Regions from separate parts of the Mus musculus genome. Here regions 1, 2, 3, 5 and 6 are each linked to region 4. Evidence: chromatin contacts called from public promoter capture Hi-C data. All regions are on one chromosome and are shown on one strand. The core of a region is the stretch at or near the end of the contact, and the rest is flanking DNA. Distances in the headings are between cores, read along the strand shown. Region 1 holds the start of Glod5 (glyoxalase domain containing 5). Region 2 overlaps Gm39488 (a long non-coding RNA gene). Region 3 holds the start of Flicr (Foxp3 regulating long intergenic noncoding RNA). Region 4 holds the start of Gripap1 (GRIP1 associated protein 1). Region 5 holds the start of Syp (synaptophysin). Region 6 holds the start of Pcsk1n (proprotein convertase subtilisin/kexin type 1 inhibitor).

What was found. Promoter capture Hi-C pulls out the DNA fragments that hold promoters and counts their contacts. Capture Hi-C pulls out chosen DNA fragments and counts their contacts.
Region 1: a contact with region 4 is called in a promoter capture Hi-C map of pre-B cells, with 13 times the contacts expected there. The contact joins the promoter of Glod5 here to the promoter of Gripap1 in region 4. A contact is called at or near these places in 8 of 39 promoter capture datasets (3T3-L1-derived adipocytes, the C10 cell line, embryonic stem cells and 4 more), 2 of 484 Hi-C or Micro-C datasets (both in embryonic stem cells), 4 of 115 datasets of contacts at active chromatin or transcription factors (embryonic forebrain, embryonic stem cells, epiblast stem cells and 1 more) and 2 of 9 other capture datasets (adipose tissue and liver).
Region 2: a promoter capture Hi-C map of liver shows a contact between it and region 4, with 2.3 times the contacts expected there. The contact joins the enhancer-like site here to the promoter of Gripap1 in region 4. A contact is called at or near these places in 9 of 39 promoter capture datasets (the 3T3-L1 cell line, 3T3-L1-derived adipocytes, the C10 cell line and 6 more) and 2 of 115 datasets of contacts at active chromatin or transcription factors (bone marrow-derived macrophages and embryonic stem cells).
Region 3: a promoter capture Hi-C map of pre-B cells shows a contact between it and region 4. The contact joins the promoter of Flicr here to the promoter of Gripap1 in region 4. A contact is called at or near these places in 11 of 39 promoter capture datasets (the 3T3-L1 cell line, 3T3-L1-derived adipocytes, the HPC-7 cell line and 6 more), 1 of 484 Hi-C or Micro-C datasets (the G1E-ER4 cell line), 2 of 115 datasets of contacts at active chromatin or transcription factors (embryonic stem cells and memory CD8 T cells) and 3 of 9 other capture datasets (adipose tissue, liver and pancreatic islet).
Region 5: a promoter capture Hi-C map of adipose tissue shows a contact between it and region 4. The contact joins the promoter of Syp here to the promoter of Gripap1 in region 4. A contact is called at or near these places in 1 of 484 Hi-C or Micro-C datasets (double positive thymocytes) and 2 of 9 other capture datasets (adipose tissue and liver).
Region 6: a contact with region 4 is called in a promoter capture Hi-C map of neural stem cells. The contact joins the promoter of Pcsk1n here to the promoter of Gripap1 in region 4. A contact is called at or near these places in 3 of 39 promoter capture datasets (the C10 cell line, neural stem cells and pre-B cells), 1 of 484 Hi-C or Micro-C datasets (embryonic stem cells), 1 of 115 datasets of contacts at active chromatin or transcription factors (embryonic stem cells) and 4 of 9 other capture datasets (adipose tissue, embryonic stem cells, liver and 1 more).

What each region holds. Positions count from the first base shown.
Region 1 is chrX:8,016,084-8,020,052 of GRCm38.p6, forward strand. Glod5 (glyoxalase domain containing 5) reads right to left here and starts at 2,409. Exons shown (of 4, transcript NM_027227.2): 1 at 2,334-2,409. The coding sequence starts at 2,360. The region is part of intron 2 of Gm39488 (a long non-coding RNA gene); the gene reads left to right.
Region 2 is chrX:7,980,224-7,983,725 of GRCm38.p6, forward strand. The region is part of intron 2 of Gm39488 (a long non-coding RNA gene); the gene reads left to right. Among named protein-coding and RNA genes, the nearest start is that of Gata1, 14 kb to the left of the region's middle. Within about 2 kb of position 1,643, at least 7 of the 459 cell types and tissues checked have an H3K27ac peak or open chromatin away from gene starts, as enhancers often do. A contact at or near this core is called in liver, where this site is marked.
Region 3 is chrX:7,572,019-7,576,023 of GRCm38.p6, forward strand. It overlaps Flicr (Foxp3 regulating long intergenic noncoding RNA), which reads left to right and starts at 1,582. Exons shown (of 3, transcript NR_029473.1): 1 at 1,582-1,891. It overlaps Ppp1r3f (protein phosphatase 1, regulatory subunit 3F), which reads right to left and starts at 2,263. Exons shown (of 4, transcript NM_138605.3): 1 at 1,230-2,263. The coding sequence starts at 2,230.
Region 4 is chrX:7,788,462-7,792,048 of GRCm38.p6, forward strand. It overlaps Gripap1 (GRIP1 associated protein 1), which reads left to right and starts at 1,532. Exons shown (of 26, transcript NM_001290455.1): 1 at 1,532-1,607. The coding sequence starts at 1,566. It overlaps Gm39487 (a long non-coding RNA gene), which reads right to left and starts at 1,479. Exons shown (of 3, transcript XR_003953042.1): 1 at 1,405-1,479.
Region 5 is chrX:7,636,343-7,640,062 of GRCm38.p6, forward strand. It overlaps Syp (synaptophysin), which reads left to right and starts at 2,238. Exons shown (of 7, transcript NM_009305.2): 1 at 2,238-2,386; 2 at 3,516-3,581. The coding sequence starts at 2,351.
Region 6 is chrX:7,917,653-7,921,475 of GRCm38.p6, forward strand. It overlaps Pcsk1n (proprotein convertase subtilisin/kexin type 1 inhibitor), which reads left to right and starts at 2,170. Exons shown (of 3, transcript NM_013892.3): 1 at 2,170-2,392. The coding sequence starts at 2,279.

The sequences.
Region 1 (3,969 bases), core at 1,159-3,658, 230 kb after region 4:
TAACTGGCCTGCCTCCTGTGCATCAGTCTCAGGCTGATGGGTTTGGGGCTGAAGGTGACAAAGTGCTTTAGTCAGGGGCTGGGGTTCCCTTCCTTTTCCTCCTGCTAGAGAAAGGAGAAGACTAGGAAAGTGGAATTTATCTCTTGTGAAGACAAGATTCAGAGCACCCCTCAACCCCCCAGCTCCCTCCTTTTCTGATCTGCAGCTATAGCTGTGGGCTGGGTAGGGCTAGAGAGCCGATGCAGAGGTGAGAGCTCTGACTGCTCTTGCAAAAAGGACTGGGGTTCAACTTCCCAGCGCCCACATGGTGGCTCACAGCTCTCTGTATCTGCAGTTCCAGGGAATCCATGCACAGACACACATCCAGGCAAAACACCCAAACGCACGTCACAAGAAAAGGAAGAGCCGGGCGTGGTGGCGCACACCTTTAATCCCATCACTCGGAGACAGAGGTAGGCAGATGTCTGAGTCTACAAAGTGAGTTCCAGGGCAGCCAGGTCTACACAGAGAAACCCTGTCTCGGAAAAAAAAATGACGCCAAGTGTGCTGCTGTGCCCCTGTAATCTCAACACTTGAGAAGCTGAGGCAGGAGAATGACGAGTTTCAAGATCAACTAAGCACTGCGGTGAGACCTTTTCTCCAAAACAAAGTAAAACTACAGAACGAGGGTATATTGCTGGACCTGGGTTCGGTTTCCTGCACCCACGTGGTGGTCCACAACTGTCTGTAACTGTACTGGCCCCTACAATCACTGCATACACGTGGTACACATGTATTCATTGCAGGCAAGATACTCATACACATAGCATAAAAAATGGGGGTTTTGTTTGTCTGGTTTTTTTGAGACAGGACTTCTCTGTGCAGTCCTGGCTGTTCACACTGACTTTGGAGACCAGGCTGACCTCAAACTCAGAGATCCACCTACCTCTGCCTTCCTAGTGCTGGAATTAAAGGCCTGTGCCACCACCTCCTGGCACAAAATTAATTGTTTTAAAGGAAAAATGTCTGTGCATGCGAGCCATTCAGATATCTACTTGGGAAACAGTCAGTTTCCCAAACCCTAAACCAACCAACTAACCAAAGAAGTAACTAAGGGGCATTCAGGCCCCTGGAAGAGAAAGCTGTATATTTTGTTTTAGGTTTTCCAATCCTATTTGGGGCTCCGTGTTCACAGCTTTCCCAAAGGACCAGAATTTGATTCCTAGTACTCATGCTAGGCAGCTTACAAAGGCTTGTAACCCCCGACTCCACGGGATTTGGTGCCCTCTTCTGGCCACTATAGGCAGCTGCACTAACATACACATGAATTAAAAATAGTCCTGTTGAAAATGTTTGTTGAATCTGTATGAGCGCCCTGTTTAGTTCCTGATATAACTACTTTATGCTTTTCTCCTCGTGTCTATGGTGTAAAGAGAAATTACTAGTATTTTCTGAATCTGATTGAAGCAGCAGCCCTGAACATAGCCGATTTTTATTGCACATTTGCTTTCTCTTTCCATCTCTGTGCTCATCTCTCCCCTCTTATTTATTTTAATGGTTTAAGCAAAGCTGTTCATTTCCCAGTTCCGGTCACTGACTTTCAGGATTTTCTATTTTATTTTATTATTATTTATTTATTTGATTTGTTTTTTATTTTTTTCGAGACAGCGTTTCTCTGTATAGCCCTGGCTGTCCTGGAACTCACCAGGCTGGCCTCGAACTCAGAAATCTGCCTGCCTCTGCCTCCTGAATGCTGGGATTAAAGGAGTGCACCACCACACCCAGCTAGGATTTTTTATTTTTTATTTTTACTTTTGCAATCTGCATTTCTATCTGCATGGTTCCCCCGAAGTACTGCTTTTGGGGCACCCCCAGTGCTGAGGGTCTAGAAAATAAGCTCATCCATTTCTCTGAGTAGTCAGTGCCCTGGACAGCACGGCCTCCCTCCTTTGGTCTGCTCCAGAGTCCTCTTAAAGGTTCCCTCCAGCCTTTCAGGGCCTCTGAGTCTTTTGACCAGCTTCAAGGTCATTGTTTCTCGGGGGCCCTTCTGACACAGCTCTGTCCTGAGTGCCTCATGGGCATTCTCCAGGAACCACCTTTGGGTGTCTCTACGTGTCTGAAGCTGAACTGTCTCCCCAGTGAAGCACCCAGAGAGAGCGGCCAACCCTTAAACCCGAGCCCTCCACAAGCCCAAGCAGGGCTTCTGCTGCCCTCTGGTTATCTTTAAGAAAAGCCCAAGGAAGCTAAAGCCACAAGGGTGTCCCTGAGAAGGAAAGCAAGTCAGCAGACCCAGGTTGGGTACCCCCAGCCTGGTCAATACTCATGCCCCAAAGCCTCCACGACCCCACACTTACCTGACTTTCAGATGTTGGATCACACATCTTTCCTGGTAGACTGGAAGGCAGGTAGGTTGGGGCTGAGGCTGGCTCTGTGCCTGGAGATCAAGGGGCAGGAATGGGAGGTGCTAGCTGAGGACATTGGGTGTGGACAGAGGCAGGAGGTGAAAAGCAGGAAGACTAACTGAAACTCGGGGTACAGCTTAGTGGTACAACAGTGCTGAAGAAACCCTGGGTTCTACTTCTAGCAGTGCAAAACCAAGCCAAACACTGCCAGCCTTGAGAATAAAAGTACAAATATAAGTGCTTCCTCTTTTGAGGAGCTGAGGGTCTTGATAAGTTGTTGAGATTGGTCCCTAATGGTCCTTCTCTGTCAACTGCCAGATGTGTCACGTCCTGCTAAGCAATCATCCATAAGAACACAGAAAACCAGGAAAGCACCCATCGAGAGTGTTGAGACTAGCAGTGCCCTATGAGAGAGCTCCGATCCACCTTGTAGTGTGTGACTAGGATGGAGTGTCTGAAAGAGTTGCTTGTGGGTCTGCAGCTGAGTGAGGATTCTTTTAAATGGCTATGGGTGTTTTGCCTGCTTTCATGTCTCTGCACTACATTCATGCTTTCCGATTGCAGAGGATAGAAGATGGCATTGGATATCCTGGAACTGGCCTTACAGACAACTGGTTGTACGCTAGCTACCACATGCAGATTGGGAATCAAACCTAGGTACTCCAGAAGAGCAGCAGATGCTTTTAACTGCTAAACCATCTCTCTAGTCCTGAGCTAAGATTTTTTTTTTTTTGAAAGGGGGTCTCGCTGTATTTGAAGCCTCACAATTCCTATCCACGCTTGGTCCCCTCCCCACCCCACCACTATTTGCTTCGCTTTCACAAGCTTTCTATCTATGGGTTACCTATCAGGACCAGGGTTAGGTGAGTCTGAGATTTTTGCCTCTGGGTACATACCTGGGTGCCCTGGGTGTTATTAAACATATGGTTTTCCTTTAAAAATTATTTCCAAGGCCTATAATCCTAGCTACTCAAAAGGCTGGAGCAAAAGGAGCAAAAATTTGAGGCCAGGGTACTGGCTTAAAGCTTAGGAGCTCTGGCTATGCTTCCAGAGGACCACAGTTCAATCCTCAGCCCCAACATGGTGAGGGCTATAACTCTAGTCCCTAGGAATCCAACTCCCTCTTCTGGCCTCCTCAGGCAGCGTACATCCAAGTGGTACAAAGACATACATGCTAGCAAAATATGTCTGCCCATAAAATAATGTTTTAAAAAAATTCAAGACAACCTGGGCAAATCATTAAGATCATCTCTGAAAATAAAATTTTAAAAAATTGCAGGGGTTGGGGATTTAGCTCAGTTGTAGAGCACTTGCCTAGCAAGTGCAAGGCCCTGGGTTTGGTCCTCAGCTCTGGAAAAAAAAAATGCTAGGGACATTTAGCGTTAGCAGTAGCATGTTTGCCTGGCTCCAGGTTCAATTGCCAGCACAGGGGGGCGGGGGGGGGGCAAGTTTTGTAGAGCCAGGCTGGAGCACAGATCTGCAATTCCAGCCTCCGGGAAGCCAAGGCAGAAGTGTGAGTTCCAGACCAGCCTGGGTGACAGAGTAAATTCTATAGTGAAACTCTATCTCCAAAAAGGCTGGGCATGTA
Region 2 (3,502 bases), core at 393-2,892, 190 kb after region 4:
GCCACCTGCCCCTGCCTCCCGAGTGCTAGGATTAAAGGCGTGTGCCACCACGCCCAGCCTATATTTTACTTTTTTGTGGTACTGCACACTAAACCTGTAATGGCTCTGGCAGAAATGAAGCTATTCTACAGAGATTGTGTCTTTTAGTCTGATGATCAGAGTGTTGAAACAATGGGCCCCCTAAAATGATAATTTCCCCAGAAATCTCATTCAAAAGGACACCAGGCATAAGGGGAACTTGTCTCCTGTCTCCCAGAAAGAGATTTGCAGTAGTGAGTGGTCAGACAACCTTATAGGATGAACTGAAGACAGATAATGCTGGGTGGGTGGGGCACAGCCTTCACCTGGACTGCTTAGATATACACAGCCTTGACCCTCATTTAAGCTTTCAGGATTCCAAAGACAGAGCTGAGAAATTTGTTAGACAACAACGTCCCTCTTCCCAGTGTGGTCACATTGAATAAATCTCCCTTTTCTGCTTTCAGCATTTGGGGGTGATGGGGTGCTGTTGAAATAAGGTCTCCATGTAATTCTGGACTGGCCTGGAATTTGGTATGTAGATCAGGCTGGCCTTGAATTTACAGAGATCCTCCTGCCTCTGCCTCCCAAGTATTGGCACCATCCCTGGCCTCCCCAAGTGCTGGGATAAAAGGCAGGCGCCACCATGCCCAGCTTGCTTTCAACTTTTTTTTGTTGTTGTTTTTTTCGAGACAGGGTTTCTCTGTGTAGCCCTGGCTGTCCTGGAACTTACTTTGTAGACCAGGCTGGCTTCAAACTCAGAAATCCACCTGCCTCTGCCTCCCGAGTGCTGGGATTAAAGGCGTGCACCACCACGCCCGGCTGCTTTCAACTTTTAATTTGGCTCCTTTAATTGGCTTATTGAAGATGGGTGTCTGGACCTGACTTGGGGCACAGGTTGTGAACCCCAAGTTTGGTGACAAAATGGCATTCATGGAGGTGTAAAGACACGTTTCGGGGGCTGGAGTGATGACTCAGCGGGTAAGAGCACTGACTGCTGCTCAGAAGGTCCTGAGTTCAAATCCCAGCAGCTACATGGTGGCTCACAACCATCCATAATGAATTCTGATGCCCTCTTCTGGGGTGTCTGAAGACAGCTACAGCTTAGTTATATATAATAAATAAATAAATCTTTAAAAAAATCATAAGACACATTTCAGGGGTGTCTACTAATACTGTGATGACCCCAGGGAGAGAAGAAAGGACAAATGGAAGTTTCCAGATTTACTGGAGTCATTTCCTCCAGGGACATTACGCTCTTTCCCCTTAGCCAGCATTGGCTGCTTCGTACTCGACTCAGTGAAGCAGGCAAATGAGTTTGGACTTTGTCTTAGATTCTGCACAAATCTGACCTTTGGTAAGTCTCTCACCGACCAGCTTTTGCCTGCCTTTTTGCCTTTGGGATCTTTGGAGCAATTTGGAGTTCTTTTGATTCATTCCCTGCTGCCATTTGGTGAATGATTTTGTTTTGGATACTCTTGTGTCGAAGACTATTGGGTTACGGTTATTGTAACGTAGAGAATGGTGGCAAAGCAGAGAGCTCTCAAAAGTATTGGGGACCTGAGCAGAATTCAAAGTCAAGGACCACAAAGATAGGGTCCTGTGATTGGAAGCTTCAGGGAGGCACGTTCTGTTTCCTGTCAGCTGGAGGAGAGAAGGTGGCTTGGGTTTCTAAATTTACAAGTGTCTTAAAGAGACAGGCCCATAAAGTTGATTAGGGCATGTGTCATATAACAGGACAGGTTTGAGTGCTCTTGAGTCACTTGTGGTTCGGTGGAACCATTTGGAATAGGTAGGTCTCAATACCATGGTTTATATAACCAGGAAAGTATTCTCTGTACTAGTTTGGTAGCCTATTGAGACTCAAAGCTGATTGATCTTTTATAAATAATTCCGAAGACAGCAATGGGGTGGGAGACAACAATCCCTGTCCTTGGAGCTTGTGAAGAAAACCCTGGCCACTTCGGTTTTGCTTTATGCTCTAAACTCGCTGTGCCCTGCTAAGCGTGATTGGCATGCTCTGTTCATGTGAGTGTGCTTTGGTTCATTTTGTCCTACACAGAAGCAATTGATTCTGTATCTATTCCTTAAAGCTAAAATCCAAGGATTTAGAAAACACGGCGGGGCTGGAGAGATGGCTCAGTGGTTAAGAGCACTGGCTTGCTCTGCCAGAGGTCCTGGGTTCGATTCCCAGCACCCACATGGCAGCTCACAACTGTCTGTAACTCCAGCTCTAAGGGATCTGGCACTCAGACATACATGGAGGCAAAACACCAATGCACATAAATAATTTTTTTTTAAGAAAAGGAAAATGTTCCGGGCAGTGGTGGCACACACCTTTAATCCCAGCACTTGGGAGGCAGGTGGATTTCTGAGTTCGAGGCCAGCCTGGTCTACAGAGTAAGTTCCAGGACAGCCAGGGCTACACAGAGAAACCCTGTCTCGAAAAAACCAAAAACAAAAACAAAGAAAAGGAAAATGTAAAGAAAAGGTAATTCATTTCTAGACTTCACCTGGGTAAGCTTATTTAACATGAATTAAAATATTATTTTGTTTTGGCTTGTTTTTGAGACAGAGTTGGCCTAGAACTTGCTATGTAGACCAGATTAGCCTTGAAATTACAAAGATCCACCCACTTTGGCTTCTGAAGTACAGGCATCAAAGATGTGTGCCACCACATGTGGCAGAAACATAAATTTTAAGCTTCCCTTGTAAAATGATTTGGGCTTGGTGCTTTCAAATATTAATTATGAAGATAGGTTGAAGAATAATCTGATTACAACATTTATGAAAGACAACCTAAAGAGAGCTAACATATTTTTATTGAGTGTCCACAATATCTGAACAGTGGTTACTAGAGAAACTTAAAGTGTACAGCAAGAAGATTAACTTCAGGGTTGACCTGTACCAACAGATGTTTTGCCTTAGTTTATTTCAAATGTATTGACAATGTTGAGAGGACTAACTTTCACTTTGAAAGAATTACTCAGAGACAATAAACCATTTGTAAATAATGTGCTTTAGTATCTAAATGTGTTGCTAGTGTTCTCTAGCCCTGGCTCTTAATCTGTCTGATACGGGGATATGACAACAAGGCTCAGAAGGAAATCCAAGGACCAATTAGTATGGGAAAAAGAAAAAGAGAGGTGAGGGCTCCAAAGCAGGGTTCTTATTGGTCCCTGCAGGAGATGGGCTTATGGAGTCCTGGCCTGGGAAAATGAAGTTAGAAACCATATGCAGCCCCAGTTCCCGAAGTGGGTGTGATAGTCTCAAGGGTTTTTATGGTGAGAATAGATGGGGGGATGTTCCATGTTTTCATGAGTTGTTCTTTCTCCAGTGACCGTTCCTCCAAGGCTGTGATTTGCTCTGTCTGTCGTGGAATATCTTCAAGCCTAGCAAAATCGTGTGTCTGGAAACATACTGAAGTTAGGGCACCAGGACAGGAAAAGCTTAGTTTGCACATCAGTAATGGTGGCAGGCAAGT
Region 3 (4,005 bases), core at 332-2,831, 220 kb before region 4:
AACCCAGGTAATCGAATGGCAGAATCTAAATGCTTCAAGGTCCATCCACGAAGAGCTAAACCTTTCACAGCCTAAGCCCTTACCACAACCAGCAGATCCCACAGCACCCTGCTCCATCATGCAGCTTCGAAGGGACAAAAGGGCAACCTCCCCTTCCCATTTCTCATAGGAGCAGGAAAATGTATGCATTTCATAGGGGCTCTAACTGACCCCGGGCATTAGGCCTAGCTGGAGCCCTTGACAAACGTATAGCCCTGGTAAAGACCTAGAAAAGCATTATATCAGTCAGTTTACAAGAGGTGTGCAAAAAAAAAAAAAAAGAAGAGCGATGTGACCTTCAAGTCCGCTTCTCATCTGTTTCCGCCTCTGCCAAGGCTAATGTTTTTATGTGAGAATAGAGCCTCGCTCCCTAAACTCCACTGGAGGCCTCAGACTACCAGAGGAACAGTTTTTAAAAAAAAGGATGCATAGACTTCAAAGCCAGAAATGGTTGAAACTAAAAAGCCAAGTACCACCACTTCCTCAACCAGTTTCTCTAACTCTGGCTTCCTGCTGTGGCAGATAGGAATCAGACTGACTCCCCACGCCGGGAGACCCTTAGTCCACACCTTCGCACGTCATGTTCTCTCCACTCCAGCACACTGGCTGACAGTCATACGAAACCCAGAACCACCTCAGGACTTTGCTGTCCCCACTATCTACATCTACCTCCCCTGTATGTGCATCACTGCTCCGTACCACTCTGGACTCAAGTTTAAATGCCACCTCCTCAGAAAGAGTCCTACCTGGTCCAAACTCTACCAACTCGCTCGTCCATAACTCTTCGTTATCACCGTCTGGGACTCTTCACAAGAGCTCACCCTCAACACGTCTGCAGCAGCCACTCCCTCCAGAGCCTTACAGTATTTTCCTCTCAGCACTAACCTTAGCCCTATTTATCTTATCTGCTTGTTTGCTTTTGCATTCTGTTTCCCAGAGGAGCCTTTGCGGGATGGTTGGGGACAGGGAAGGTGTCTGTCTTGTTCAGGGCCTTATAGTGGAACTCAATAAATGGATGATACCCCAGAATTTAAAACAGTGCCTAGCACATGTTTGGCCTGCACTACTCTTTGACCGAATGCACCCTCCTGCCTGTCCTGGAGAGCAGGCCTGGGGGAGGGGGAAGTGCTGGGATGGGAGGCTTCTACATCCAGCCCTGTGTTGGTGGAGGTGGCGCTGGCAGACATTACCTGCGCCTCACCGGCTTCATGCAGCTCTTCAGCTGCCTGGCCTCAGCCTCCACAGGACCCTGGCACTCAGGCTGTGGCTCCAGCTGCTGCAGCTGCTGCTGCTGGGGCAGCCCTTCGGCATCAGTGGGTGTGGGAGCGGGTGCGATCCGGAGCAGGACAGTGTAGTTGCGGCCATGGTTGTTGGCCCAGAAAGTGCCCTCGGGGGTCTCATAGCGCACCACGAAGTCGAGGCGCGCCCCATCGCTCGCGCCCTCAGCAAAGGGCAGCTGGAAGGCAAAGCGGTCAGTGCAGCCACCGTCGTCGGGTGAGGAGGCTGACATCTGGCCAGGGCCCAGGCCTAGCCCGGGATCCAGGAGGGGATCTCCTGCTCCTGTTCCTCCCACTCCTGCCCCAGGCGGGCTGCGTGGGACATAGCGGGCTGGGTGGTCGCAGAAGGTAGCCCAACCGTCGTGTGAGGCCCGCACGTGCACCGCCTTCTCGAAGGAGCGGTTCAGCACGCGCACCAACCCGCGCACCACTGGCGGGCGTCCCCCAGGCACCCACACCCCGGAACCCCCGGGAACCGCTCCAGGAGGCGGCAGCAGCGCCTCCAACTCCACCATCACGCGCCCCAACCGCTCCAGACGGCCCAGCGCGGGCGGCAACGAAAATGTGGGCACCAGGTAAAACCCCCCGCCAGCGGGAACGGGGCACGGCGGAGAGGGATCGGGAAAAGCCTCCTCTTCCTCCTCCCCTTCATCCCCATCCTCGCCATCGTCTTCCTCATCAGCCCCGCCACCGCCGCCATCTTGCCCGGTCGCCGCCGCCATCTTGCCCGCCCCGGGCCCGCCCCACGGCCGGTAGCGGCGTAGCTGCGCCAGAGGCAGCCCCAGGGCCTCGTCAGCGAACAGCACCCTCCGCGGGGCCACCGCCGCCTCAGCCGAGGCGCGGGGCTCTCCCGCAGCCGGCGACGGGGGCGCGGGATGCCGCAGCGGTGGCTCCACAGGGGCCGTGCGCGCCATATCGGCGGCGGCGGCGGCGGCACCGACGGCACCGGCGGTGGGACCGGCGGGGGCAGGGCCTGAAAAGGCGGGCAGCCAATGAGAAAGCCAGAACAGGGGGGTGGGGCTCCAGTGGAGCGTAGGCGGTGAGCTAGAGACAGGTACGGCCAACAGCCAATGGACAGCCACGCGGGAGTGACGTACAGGTGATTGACAAGCAGGAGAAGCTAGCAACCAATGAGGACGCCCGCGCGTGGGCGGGATGGAAGGCGGGATGATAACGGAATCAATGGAGAGGCCTGAGTAGGGTTAATGCGGGCCCGAAGATGTAGCAGCAGGAGTATGACAATTAGTGGGAAAGTCTGAGCACGAAGGGCATGGTAGGCGGCGGGAAGATGAAATGGCTACAAGCAATGGGGGCAACGGGGAGCGAACCCAGAGGTCCAAAAACTGGGAGATCCGCAGGTTGCGTAGGCGGTGAGACGTAAGACAGATAAAATGAACAGCCAATGGAGAACTGCACGCGAATGATGTAGAGACAGAATGACGATAATAGTTGCAATGAGCCAATGGAGGAGTCTAGTGAGCGCACACTATGGCTTCAAGAGGTGGTAACAAGGTAGATCTAGCCAATACAGAGACTGAACAGAGACGGGAAGGCTGTGTGTGAGCAGACATGGAGGCGGGGCTGTAGCGGGCGGGGGGGGGGGGGAGCACTAAGGCATGTGAGGAGTGAAGGTGGGAGCGAGAAAGAAATGGGGATCCAGGGTGAAGGCTGTTATATCTCAAAGGACAGTGCCAGTATGGGATTAACCAAAGCTGAAACTAGAGAAATGTAGCCAGAAGGAAACTTTGGAGGCAAGATGGGAACTCATACCCACGGATGGTAGTGTAGGTGCTGTGAAGGAAAGCATGAGTAGCCAATAAATAGGCTGAGTTGGAAGAAGGTGCATAGGCTGAGCCTGAGCTATTGAGTGATTGAGCGCAGAATCAGAATTCATTCAACCAGTAAGATCGGACCTCTGGGGAATGGCTTTACCTTTCCCTAATCTTCCATGACTCCCCATGGCTCCACGAATACCCAGAGCCCCTAAAAGCCCAGACTGCACCGGATTGTGAGACCAAAGCAAAACAGTTCTATCAGTTACTGGGTGTGTCCTGCTGGCCCCACACCACCACACACACCTCCCAGCCTTATTGTGACCAATGCAACTAGCCATGAACGTTCTTAACTGTTCCTTAAAGTCCCCAGTTGAGCATTGATGTTCTTCAGGACTTGGCACTATTGCATGAATCAATCGCAAAATAGGAAATAGAACCTTTTTGGAAGAATTAGCTTTTTCCAACTCACACTTAGCACACATTGACTGATAGTATGTCATCACAAGCTTATCAGCTAATGTACATTCAAATCAGAGTCCTGCCCTTCTTGCTCATTTTGACACTTTGCACCCCACAGTGGCTTTCTTCTCCCCCCCCCCCACTTTCCCAATCTCCTCTGCTTAGAGTGCTGTCCCATCTGTTTCTTTCATCTAGTGAATTCTTTCCATTCTCCCTCTGAGATGGCACCTCCTATGGGAATGACCTGGACTTTGCCATCGTGTTCATTCACATATCCCCCACTCCCATTTACTAACTTAGTAAGACTTAGTGTTTGCCATATGCCAGGTTCAGGGAGTGCTTTTATCTAACCCTCATAAGACCCCTAACAGGAAGGCCCCCACAGTCTCTCTGCTCCTCCTGTCTGTGTCCAGGGTCATGAAAGGAATATGTCCAGCTACAAGTAGCAGAAGAAT
Region 4 (3,587 bases), core at 282-2,781:
AGATCTATGTTTAAACACACATTCTTTCTTTTCTCTTTCCTTTCCTTTCCTTTCCTTTCCTTTCCTTTCCTTTCCTTTCCTTTCCTTTCCTTTCCTTTCCTTTCCTTTCTTTTCTTTTCTTTCTTCTTTCTTTCTTTCTTTCTTTCTTTCTTTCTTTCTTTCTTTCTTTCTTTCTTTCTTTCACAGAGCTCTGGCTGGACCACTAAAGGTGTGTGCCACCATACCCAAATAAAAACTGTTTCTTAGCTGGGCAGTGGTGAGGCCAGCCTGTTCTACAGAGTGAGTTCCAGGACATCTGGGCTACACAGAGAAACCCTGTCTTGGAGAAGAAAAAAAAAAAAAAAAGAACTGTTTCTTAATAAACTCCAACTTTCCAGTTCTAGGACAGCCAGGACTATACAGAGAAACCCTGCCTCAAAAAAAAAAATCTATTCACTAACAAAAGAAAAAAATCTGATAACACAACTTGGATGAATTGCAACAGCCAAAAGCGAAAAATAAATGGAAATACAAAAGGAATACATTGAATCACATTCTACAATAGACAAATGTACTATAGCACCAAAAGAAACAATGTTGTTCTGGCTGTAGAAAGAGGATGGATTGAAAGAACCTTTAAGGAGTGATGGAAGTGTTCTCCCTGGATTGTGACGACATAGGTGTCTGAAAAGTCTAAGAATGGTATCGTTTTAAATGACTGCATTTATATTGAGAGAGAGCCTATATCAATAAAATCTTTCAATTTACAAAGGCCCTGCTTGAATATATTTCCCATAGCAGGGAAATCATTTCATTTCTATGAGAATACACTGAGCAACACTTGCTTTCAGGTCGGCGATGGTTAGAGCGCTTTTAAATCCTTGTTTCTGATGTTTTGTTTCGGCGTTGGGGAGCACAGCCAGAACCTTGAGTGTGCTACCGGACTCTTTTCCATGGAGCTAGCTTTTGTTTTTATTTTTAATGGACTTTTCTGGTTTTGTTTTATTCGCTACTGTTCTCCTCGTGAATTTTTAGCTTTCTCAATGACTAGATCTTTTCCCTAATATGAGATAAAGCACTGTGTTAATAAAAATCATTGTCAGACCTTTTTTTAAAAAAAAATGAGGGGTGGGTGGTCAAGGACTTTACGTGAGGCGGGATTCCCCTTTGGGGTCACCCGTAGGAGGGCCGGAACAAGACCCGAGGAAGCTTCCGCTTTCACTTCCTTGATTATTAAGTCACTTTCTCTTTAAAGGAGCGTCGCGGAAGGGTAATTTTCCGTCAGAGGATTACTTCCCTCCCGACGAGTCCACCCAAGATACAGGGATACCATAATGTCGCATAGCAATGAGTAATCTATAAATGCTCAAAAGCCATAACAGACAATTTACAATTCTGTAAAAATCAAAGTAAAATTTGTCTGACCTTTGAGCATCATTCTCTTCTTTCCATCTCTAAAATGCTGAACATTTGAATTAGGTTTCTTCCCCTCCAATTACTGGTCAGTGGTTCGCTCCGACCTTAGCACTGACAGGCCGCAGAAGCTGCGGCTGCGCACAAAGCTTGCGGGGGATGGGGGGAGGAACATGGCGCAAGCTCTGTCTGAAGAGGAGTTTCAACGGATGCAGGTGCCGCTGGATGTGGGGAAGACCACCCGTCTAGTAGACTGGGGGCGGGGTAGAGACAAGACCAGCCATCGGTTCTGAAGATTTGGTTGGAATGGGTCTTAAGTATAAGGGGGTGGTCTGGAGAAGGGAAACCGAGGCTCTGAGTGGCGATCTTAGTGATTTCGAAGATTCTATGTGGGTTCTGAAGGTTGGATTCTTTTAGCTTTTCAAAAGGAATGTAGAACGTCTTTAGGCGATACCTTTCTCAGTCCGGAATCGGGATGGGATCTTTGGGTCCATGTGTAGGGCATACCATTAAATGGTGATGATGTTAGACTTTAAAGGATGGAGATTCTGAGGAGAAATTATTTGGTCGGGAGAGAAAAGAAGCAGGCATTTGCGTCATGGGGAGGGGGGAAGCCTCTGGTTATTTGACAGGACAAGACCATGAACTACTGGGAGGTGGAAAGTTTGTGGGAGATACCAATACTACTAAGCCAGGGGAGTAGGGAAAGACCGTGGATCTCTTCCCTAGAGTTGTTGTGCCATTGATGCTAGAAGATCCTAAGAGGAGGGGTTGGCATAATTGCATGGATTGGGATGATTCCTTTAGACCCAGGGTGATGAGCATTCTGAGTAGGTAATACCATTAACTCAGATTAGAGGAAGGGCCGGAGGATATTTATAAACTGATACTTTGGGAGTTCAGGGAAGGGGACATCACTGGGTTTGGGGGAGTAGTCTGACCTGGTCCTCTGACTTGTTGATCCTTTTCCAGGCATCTCGAGAGGGAATAGAAGCACTGCATAATGAATGGACACTTAGTGAGGGAGCCTTAGTGGGAAAGACTGAAATGGGGAAACCTTAGAGTCCTATAGGTTGGGGGCAGAACACTTGAGGGAGCAGAAATATTCGATTGGCCTGGGAGCTAGTTAGTCTGCTTGAGGGACACTGAAGATGTAAGAGTGAGCTCATTGGACCATAAATGGGGAGGACCACTGGAAATTGCAGAAGATTCTGAATAAAACTAGTTCAACTGGCCCGCCCAAGGGCATTTGAGAGATCCTGAAGGACAGACATAATGTCACCCCCATTGAAGACATCTTGTAAAAAGTGGATAGATAGATACTTGAGCAAGGAACGTTTATCCTATTTGAGCCATGTGTAAGGAGATACTATTGGGCTTTGGAGAGGGACTTCAAGGTGAATAGAAAGGTATTCCAGTTGGCCAAAGATTAGGAGAAATGCTATTGGGGTCCTGAAGAGAACAGAATAAGAAAGATCCTATAGTAGCTAAGCCTTCTGATCTGATCTGGAGCAAACCAGTGTGCTGAGAAAGGTGGAGCTGGTACTTTGAGAGGGACATAAAACCAGGGGTAGTGGACAGTGGGTGGTTCTGGGAAGAATCAGATTTAGGGCTCTCCAAGGCTGGTGGATATACATGTATTGTGTGAAGTGGCCTGTGCTGCACTTCCTCTTAATTCTATACTTAAGGGGACACTGACTTGTTTTGAAAACCTTGGCAGTTCCACAGGACCTTGAGCAACATCCCCTGACTCATGGAAGTTGGGAAGGAAAAAGACCAGATTCTCTTTCCTTGGGAAGGAATTTTAAAGCCCCCCGCCCCTCGCCAAAGGGGCCTCCCGGGTCTAGGTAGGACAGTGTTCAGGGTGTAAGGAGGTCAGCCAGGATGATTTCATCTGCGTGTATAGTCACAAGAACTCATATGAACAGCAGCCTAACTATTCCAATACCCTTCAGTGGTCCAGGTGGGGAATGGATCAGTGGGGAAATGATGGGTTGAGGCTGGCTGTGGTTCTAAATGGGGCTGGACAAGGTGGAGCTGGGGCTCAGGGCTTGGTTGCCCATTTAAGAATACAGTATCCAAAGATCTTAAGGAGCAACTGAGGAAGTGCTTAGGGGATACCAGTTCAGTCTTTAGGGCTTAGGGGCTTGGTTGCCTCATGTGGGGGTAGGAATGCTTTCCTGATAAATATTTTT
Region 5 (3,720 bases), core at 988-3,487, 150 kb before region 4:
AGTTAACTGTGCATTTTAAATAGATGCTCTGGTGGTATGCTGAAAACAGAATAGAGGGAAAGAGACTGGAGATGCTAAAATTAGCAGAAACGATGGTTACCTTAGCAGGGAAGGTAAAGGGGGAAAACAGTGAGAAGTCAATGGCTTCCAAAATAGTAAAATGAACCCTATTCTAAGTGCACTGTAGTTGATTATCTGTGGGGGGCAGGGGAGGTAAAGGCAGGGTTTCTCTGTGTGTAGCCTTGGCTGTTCTGGAACTCACTCTGTAGACTGGGCTGGCCTCAAACTCACAGAGATCCACCTGCTTCTGCCTCCTGAGTGCTGGAATCAAAGGCGTGTGCCACCATCACCTGGCAATTATCTTTTTTTAACCAGCACAATCATACACATAATATTTTAAAACATTTTACATGTCCAAAATCAAACAGGAGTAAATATTAGAAATGAGATTCAAACAACCGAGAGCTAAAACGCAAACAATTGGGAAGTATCTATTATATACTTGTGTTTTGTAAATAAATATGGGAGCCAGGCATGGTGGCACATGCCTTTAATCCTAGCATTTTGGAGGCAAAGGCAGGCAGATCTCTATAAGTTCGTGGCCAGCCTGATCTATACAGAGTGAATTCCAGGACAGCCAGGGCTACAGAGAGAAACCCTGTCTCAGAAAAATAAAATAAAATAAAATAAAATAAAATAAAATAAAATAAAATAAAAGGTACAGGGGCTAGGGAGATATCTCAGAAGGTAAAAGTGATGGCCAAGCCTGAAGACCTGAGATAGATCCACAGGACCAATGTGGTGGAGAGAACTGACTCCCAAAAGCTGTCTTCTGACTTCGACTTGTGCACCCACACATACACACAGTAAATAATTAAATGTTAAGAAAAGTATAAAAGCCAGAGCTAGCCGGGCAGTGGTGGCGCACACCTTTAGTCCCAGCACTTGGAGGCAGAAGCAGGCAGATCTCTATGAGTCCGAGATCTACAGAGTGAATTCCAGGACATCCAAGGCTACTGAGACAAACCCTGTCTCAGAGAAAAAAAAAAGCCAGAGCTCACATGATGCAGAGATAACATGCCAGCACCTGGGCAGGGGAGGAAAAAGGATAAGCTGAGGATAAGGTCATCCTCAGCTGCCTGGGAAAGGCATGGCCAGCCTCAGGCTAAGTGAAATCCTATCTCAAATATACAGCCGGGCAATGGTGGCCCACGCCTTTAGTCCCAGCACTTGGGAGGCAGAGGCAGGCGGATTTCTGAGTTCGAGGCCAGCCTGGGCTACCAAGTAAGTTCCAGGACAGCCAGGGATACACAGAAAAAAACCGGCCTCAAAAAAAAAAAAGAAAGAAACAAACAAACAAACAAATAAATGGTATCCAGTCAAATGTTTCCAAATTCAAGCAACAGAAGGGTATAAAATGGTGATTTTAATCTCAACTATATTTTTTCCCTTGCATTTTGTAACATGGCAATCATCACTGAGGGTGCTGGGCCTAGTTTTAGTATCATGAAAGAAGGTAAGTAGTCTGTTAAGAGACAGCAGAACCCACACAGTGAGATGAGAGAACCTATCTGGCAGGTAGTCCTCTCCTCACACTTATACAGGATTGCCCCTCCCCTTCCCTCCGTCCCTCTCTCTATGCTAAATAAATGTATTGTTAAAAGAAAGGGAGCTATCACACAATAAATACATGGATTTTTAAAAGAGGGCCAAGGAATAAACAGAAGGTAAACTATATAGTCGGCTATAATTTGACCAAGAAGAAGAGAAAAAAAATGAGATGGTTAGAGTTTGGATGTGCTTAAAATGCAGGTTTTCCAAAAGGAACCCTCTAGACCTTGAACTGTCTTTAAACTGTGGAGACGTTTAAACTGCAAGGACTCTGAACACTGCCATTACCTAGCTGTGTGACCTTGTGCAAGTCACTTAATCTCTCTGGAGACTCATTTTCCTCATCTGTAAAAACAGGACTAATAGTCACTGCTACATAGGGATTAAATGAGAGAACACACTTAACAAACAGGACTCAGGTTGGCAAAATGTCATCCGGTAGAACTGAGCGGTCCTCTTACCACCCCCCTCCCCCAGAGCTACCTGTTTTCTAAAAGGACCCTTCGCTCAGAGACCCAGAGTCTCTAGCCTCCCGAATGGAATGGCCGCAGGCGAGTTGGGGCGGGCGAGGAGTATGGGGCGGGGGGGAGCCATGGTGCGCAGGCGCTTGCTCAAAAGATAGGCAGGGTGCAAGGGGCGTGGCTGCCGCCGACTGGGCTGTTCCGACGATCGCGCACCGCCCCCGCCGCTCCCCGCGCCCGCCCTTGCTACCAGGCACCTTCCGCCCCCCGCATTGCTGATGCTGCTGCTGGCAGACATGGACGTGGTGAATCAGGTACGCGCTCCAGCACCGTGGACAGAGCCCGGCGCTTGCAGAAATCTGGGTGGCTTTGGCCCTCGAACCCTGAGAGGTGGTGGCGAGGGGAGCAGAGATACGGTCGCTGGAGCTGGGGCTGGGGCTGGGGCTGGGGCTAGGGGTCTGCAGCAGGCAAGGGGAAAGGGGGAGGTGGAGAAAAGGAGTGCGCTCTTTGCCGCAGCGAAGGCTGTCCTCACTGCCGCAGAGGGGGCCTCCAGATGCCCCAAAAGAACTGTCGACCTGGAGGGGGAAAAGAGAGATTCGGGTCTAGGAAGAGGGCAAAGGGGTAGAGAAGGGGAGGGGATAATGAAAAATGACTCGGGGGGCTGCAGATGAGCTAGGAAATAGAGCGACAGAAGGTGTGGGGGCGGGGTGGGGGAGGGTTGGCACCCGCCCCTCCCAAAAAGAATGCACCCCGGTAGATGACGACCCTTTCACCCCCGGAGCAGATCTAGAGGAGGACGATCCAATTTTGCCTCTCCAAAAAACCCCAGACTCCTCGTTCTCAGCGCATGTCCAGTAAACCCATGCCCCCAGCTCTTTCCCACCTTAAGAGATCACCTCCGCCATCTCCCTCTTCTTCGTCACCTCAAAATCGGCTTTCTCCCTAACCGGTAGCGACCCCTCCCCATCCCCATCTCCTCAGACACAACCATCGTCATCTGACTCACCTTTACCACTGCAGACCTCTCCCCTCTGCTGTTGTGACTCACCTTCAGCACTTGGTGCCCCCTCCCCCACTCTAATGAACCCCATCTTCTTCCACTCAACCTTTTCTCCAATCTGACTCACCTTTAAGCAGTTCAGACCTTCCTTCGCTAACTAGTCTGGACCCCCATCTATTTTCTACACCCAACCTCCTCTGCCATGTGACTCATCACCTCACACTTCACCACTCCTGAGCCCTGGGGGTGGGGGGCTGCTGAGACCCTGATGTTTACTCCGTCCCCAAAGTGTCGTTTTTCTCCTCCTCACTCCCTCTCCATATGTCACCCACTCCCGGAGGGTCACATGTCCTATCCCCAGGGATCATTGCTTGGCAGCCTGGCCCCTCACTTCCATCCCTATTTCCCACACCCCTTCCCCTCCCCACTGTTTTTCTCCTCAGCTGGTGGCTGGGGGTCAGTTCCGGGTGGTCAAGGAGCCCCTTGGCTTCGTGAAGGTGCTGCAGTGGGTGAGTGTGGTCCGGGCTATAGGTGGGGGAAGTACAGGGGGAGATGGTGGTGGTGATGGGCTCCAGCAAAACAGAGGGGTGAGGCAGGAGGCGTCCTACTGAACTGGTGGGTGGAACGACAGGGGTGGAAGGAGATGAG
Region 6 (3,823 bases), core at 920-3,419, 130 kb after region 4:
ATTCTCAATGAAAATATATAGATTTTTGCAGCAGCGTGTTCTAATCATAACTTTATTTTCCAGTAAAGGAAGATATAGCAACCACTGGTTCTGTATCCAGAACGACGCACTGTCAGCATTGCCCTCTCCAGGGTTTCCCCCTTTGGGATACACACACTGATTTTATCAGAATCCTCTGGGTTTGGTGCTGATGTTCAAATCCAGCTATAGAAATGCTTCACTAGTGAGCTACATTCCCAGTCTTTGATGGATCATTCCAGTGTTTTGGGTTCTTGTGGTTGTTGTTTGGCTGTTCTTTAAGAACATGGTTTCTCTTTGCAGCCCAGATTGCTTTGGAACGAACTTTCTTTCTTTCTTTCTTTCTTTCTTTCTTTCTTTCTTTCTTTCTTTCTTTCTTTCTTTCTTTCTTTCTTTCTTTTAACATACATTTATTTATTTGTTTGTTTATATGTGAGTACACTGTAGCTGTCTCCAGATGCACCAGTAGAGGGCATCAGATCTCATTACGGGTGGTTGTGAGCCACCATGCGGTTGCTGGAAATTGAACTCACGACCGTGCTCTTACCCACTGTGCCATCTCTCCAGCCCAGCTTTGGAACTTTCTATGTAGACCAGGTTGACCAGGAACTCAGCAGAGATCTGCCTGCTTCTGCCTTCTGAGTGCTGGGATTAAAGGCCAGTGATAGCACGCCCAGCTGATGGTTTATTTATTTGTTTTATTTCTATTTTTCTTGGTGAACTCCAAGCATGAACGTGCTCTACGAATAATCTCTATCCCGCTCTACCTCTCCTGATTGAGACATTATCTAGCTGCTAGATATCCTTGAACGCCCTGTGTGGCCCAAACTGACCTTAAACTTATGACCCTCCTGCCTCTGCCTCCTGGTACCAAGGAAGGTTACAGGAATGTGCCAACCATTCCTGGGTTGGGGACGTTTTGTCTCTTCCTATGGTGGTGGCATGGAACTCGTGTTTATGCTTTACCGCAGAGCTTGGGCTTCTCTCTCCAGCCCCCTTCCCTCTTGCCCCACTGGGGATTCGTGCTGGGCAAGACCCCTTTGATGGAGCTACCCACTCAAATCCCCCTTTTCACTTTTGATTTTGCGATAGGATCTCATTACATTGTACAGGCTGGCCTTAAACTATTTGTGTGTTTTTGCTGGTCTAGAGCCTGCTTTGTGTGGGGCACAGCATTTTATGACTTTAATCCCAGCCCTCAGGAGGCAGATCTGCACATCTCTGTCAATTCAAGGCTAGCCTAGATTACATAGTAAGTTCTTGGACAGCCACGGGGCTATGTAGAGAACTGTTCAAAGGAAAAAAGAAGGCTACATCATAGATGAGGGCTGCACTGCCACACCCAGTTTATGGGGTGCCCAGAATCAAACCTAGGGCTTTGTATATGCTAGGCAAAAACTGTACCAGATGAACTACATCCCTAGACTGTTGAACTAGATGTAGTCCAGACAGGCCTTGAAGTGGAGAACCTTCTTCTTTAGCCTCCCAAGTGGTTGGGGATGGCAAGCCTGTGCCACTAGGCCTGGCTCTTTCAACCTTTTGTTGTATCATTTAAAAAACATTTACATATTTGTTGTGTGTGAGTAGGGGTGCACAATTGCCACAGAATACCTGTGGAAACGAGAGCACAGTGAGAGAAATGAAATGAAGGGAGCATTTAGTAAGCTCCTACTTAATATCACGCCTGTAGATCTTTAAGTGTCATTCTGAGGTTGCAGTTGTTAGTAATAGCTTTATTCTGGCATGAGGCTAATCCATAGCAATATGAACTGAGCTGCCAGTGGCCATGTCATCTGGGTTCATTTCTCTGTGAACATCGTGGTCCACAGCATGCAGCCAGTAATTGTTTATCCATCAAACAAGAGTATAGTCTGTTGTCTCCCCAAGGACAGAGACCAGAGCCTGATTTCAGCCCACTGAGTCAATTTCCCTTGTCTGTCTGGTAATTCAACAGCAAGGTCTATTGCCCTAGCAACTGCCCTTATACTGCCATGGCAACCGCCAGTGCAGACTTCTGTTCTCCACTTTGCCCCTTGGACATCTCCATGGCGATGCGCAGGATGAAGAGAAGGCCAGAGCCCTAATTCTGCGCCTGCGTACAGTAGGAGACAGTGGGGCGGGAGTGGGGGGGACGGGGACGCGGGGAGGGGGCAGGCTCCTGGATGTGCGCAGCCGCAGAGCGCTGCTGCTGTGCCTAATACCCATCGCTGCGCACTTGACAGCCAGTCCGCCCGTCCGGAGCCCGGCTCGTTGGGGCAGCATGGCGGGGTCGCCGCTGCTCTGCGGGCCGCGGGCCGGGGGCGTCGGCATTTTGGTGCTGCTGCTCTTGGGCCTTCTGAGGCTGCCCCCCACCCTGTCAGCGAGGCCCGTGAAGGTGCGACCTCAGTCAGCAGGGGGTGGGGGTGGGGTGGGGAGGAAGATGGGGGAAAGTGTTAATGAGGTATTTTCACAGGTATGCGCATAGGGCTTGGCTAGGGTGACCTGGCCTGCAGCTGACAGCCCCGCGCAGGCCAGGGGCAGTTTCAGGATGTGAGGATGATGTTGTTCAGGGCGCCCTGCCCATCCCTCAGCATCTGGGGCCTGGTTTAATCTCGATCCACGGGTGGCCCGTGGAGCTGTCCGTGGCACTAGGGTGTATTCAGAAAAGATATCTAAGCCTGTGATGTGATGACCGAAGTGTATAGGCATTGTTTCTTTTCAGTGTGACCTTTGGTTTGACTGCCCCTGAATGCCCTACAATACTAGGGATGCTTCTGGTTGACTTTTTGCGGGCCTGGTTGCTTTCTTAGTGGTACAGTGTGTATATTTGTGAATTCTTATGGGTGGTGACGTAGTATATGGGCGTATCTTTCTGTGTACTTGTGTGTTTCTGTGTTCATTTGTTTTTATTTTAGAAGGAGTGGTCCTTGTACCTTGGGGTACATATTTCATGGTGGCTTGGGTAAACTGAGTACTTGGGTTCTTCTACGTGCATCCACGAGACAGTTTCCTTTTTTTTCTTCTTCTTCTTTGTGGAGCTGTGTCATTGCAGGGAAAGAAGCCATGATGTCTCTGCATTGTGTTTTTAAAGACGATGCATGTCCTTGGTTGGCTCAGGTAGAGTAACTGAAGATCATTTCGCCAACAGGAATGTACACACAGGCACGAAAAAAAGACCACTTCTCGCAGTGGATATGGCAGTGTTGGGTTAAAATGTGTGACATTTTAAGGGCTGTGTGTGTGTGTGTGTGTGTGTGTAGGGATTGCTGGTGGGTGATTTCCCCGGCGCTGAGAGTGGTGGGTGCTGATCAAGGGCACGTGGAGCAGCTTGCTCCTCTACCTCTTCAAAGCTGTTGAGAGATCAGAGGAGAATTTTTAAAACCATTTGATAGCCTCGCGCCCCCCATAGGCATTACCTTCTATTTTCCACCCATTGAGTCCGTTCTTTGCTTTGCAGCTCATCTTTAAACGACCCATTGTTTCATTCCTCCTGCTTCTGGAACATCCGAGAAATGCAATCAAGCTAGGCATCTGCTTCCTGATGGTCACTAGGGGTCACTAAGAAGTCCTTGGCTTTGATAGACTTAGGTCATCTGCAGTGGGATTCTAGAATTTGCCTTTGTGTGTGTGTGTGAGATTCATTTATATTGAAGTGTACAGTTATAGTTAATTTATTGGTGCGCATTATCATCTTCCATGTGTGTATCATGAGTATCCTACTAAGTCATTGTTTATTTCCGTGCTGTTCTTTCCTTCACCCCACCCCCTACTTTTATGCTGTTATAAAAATGCTGCTGTGATGTTTCAAGAATTTACATCCTGCAGG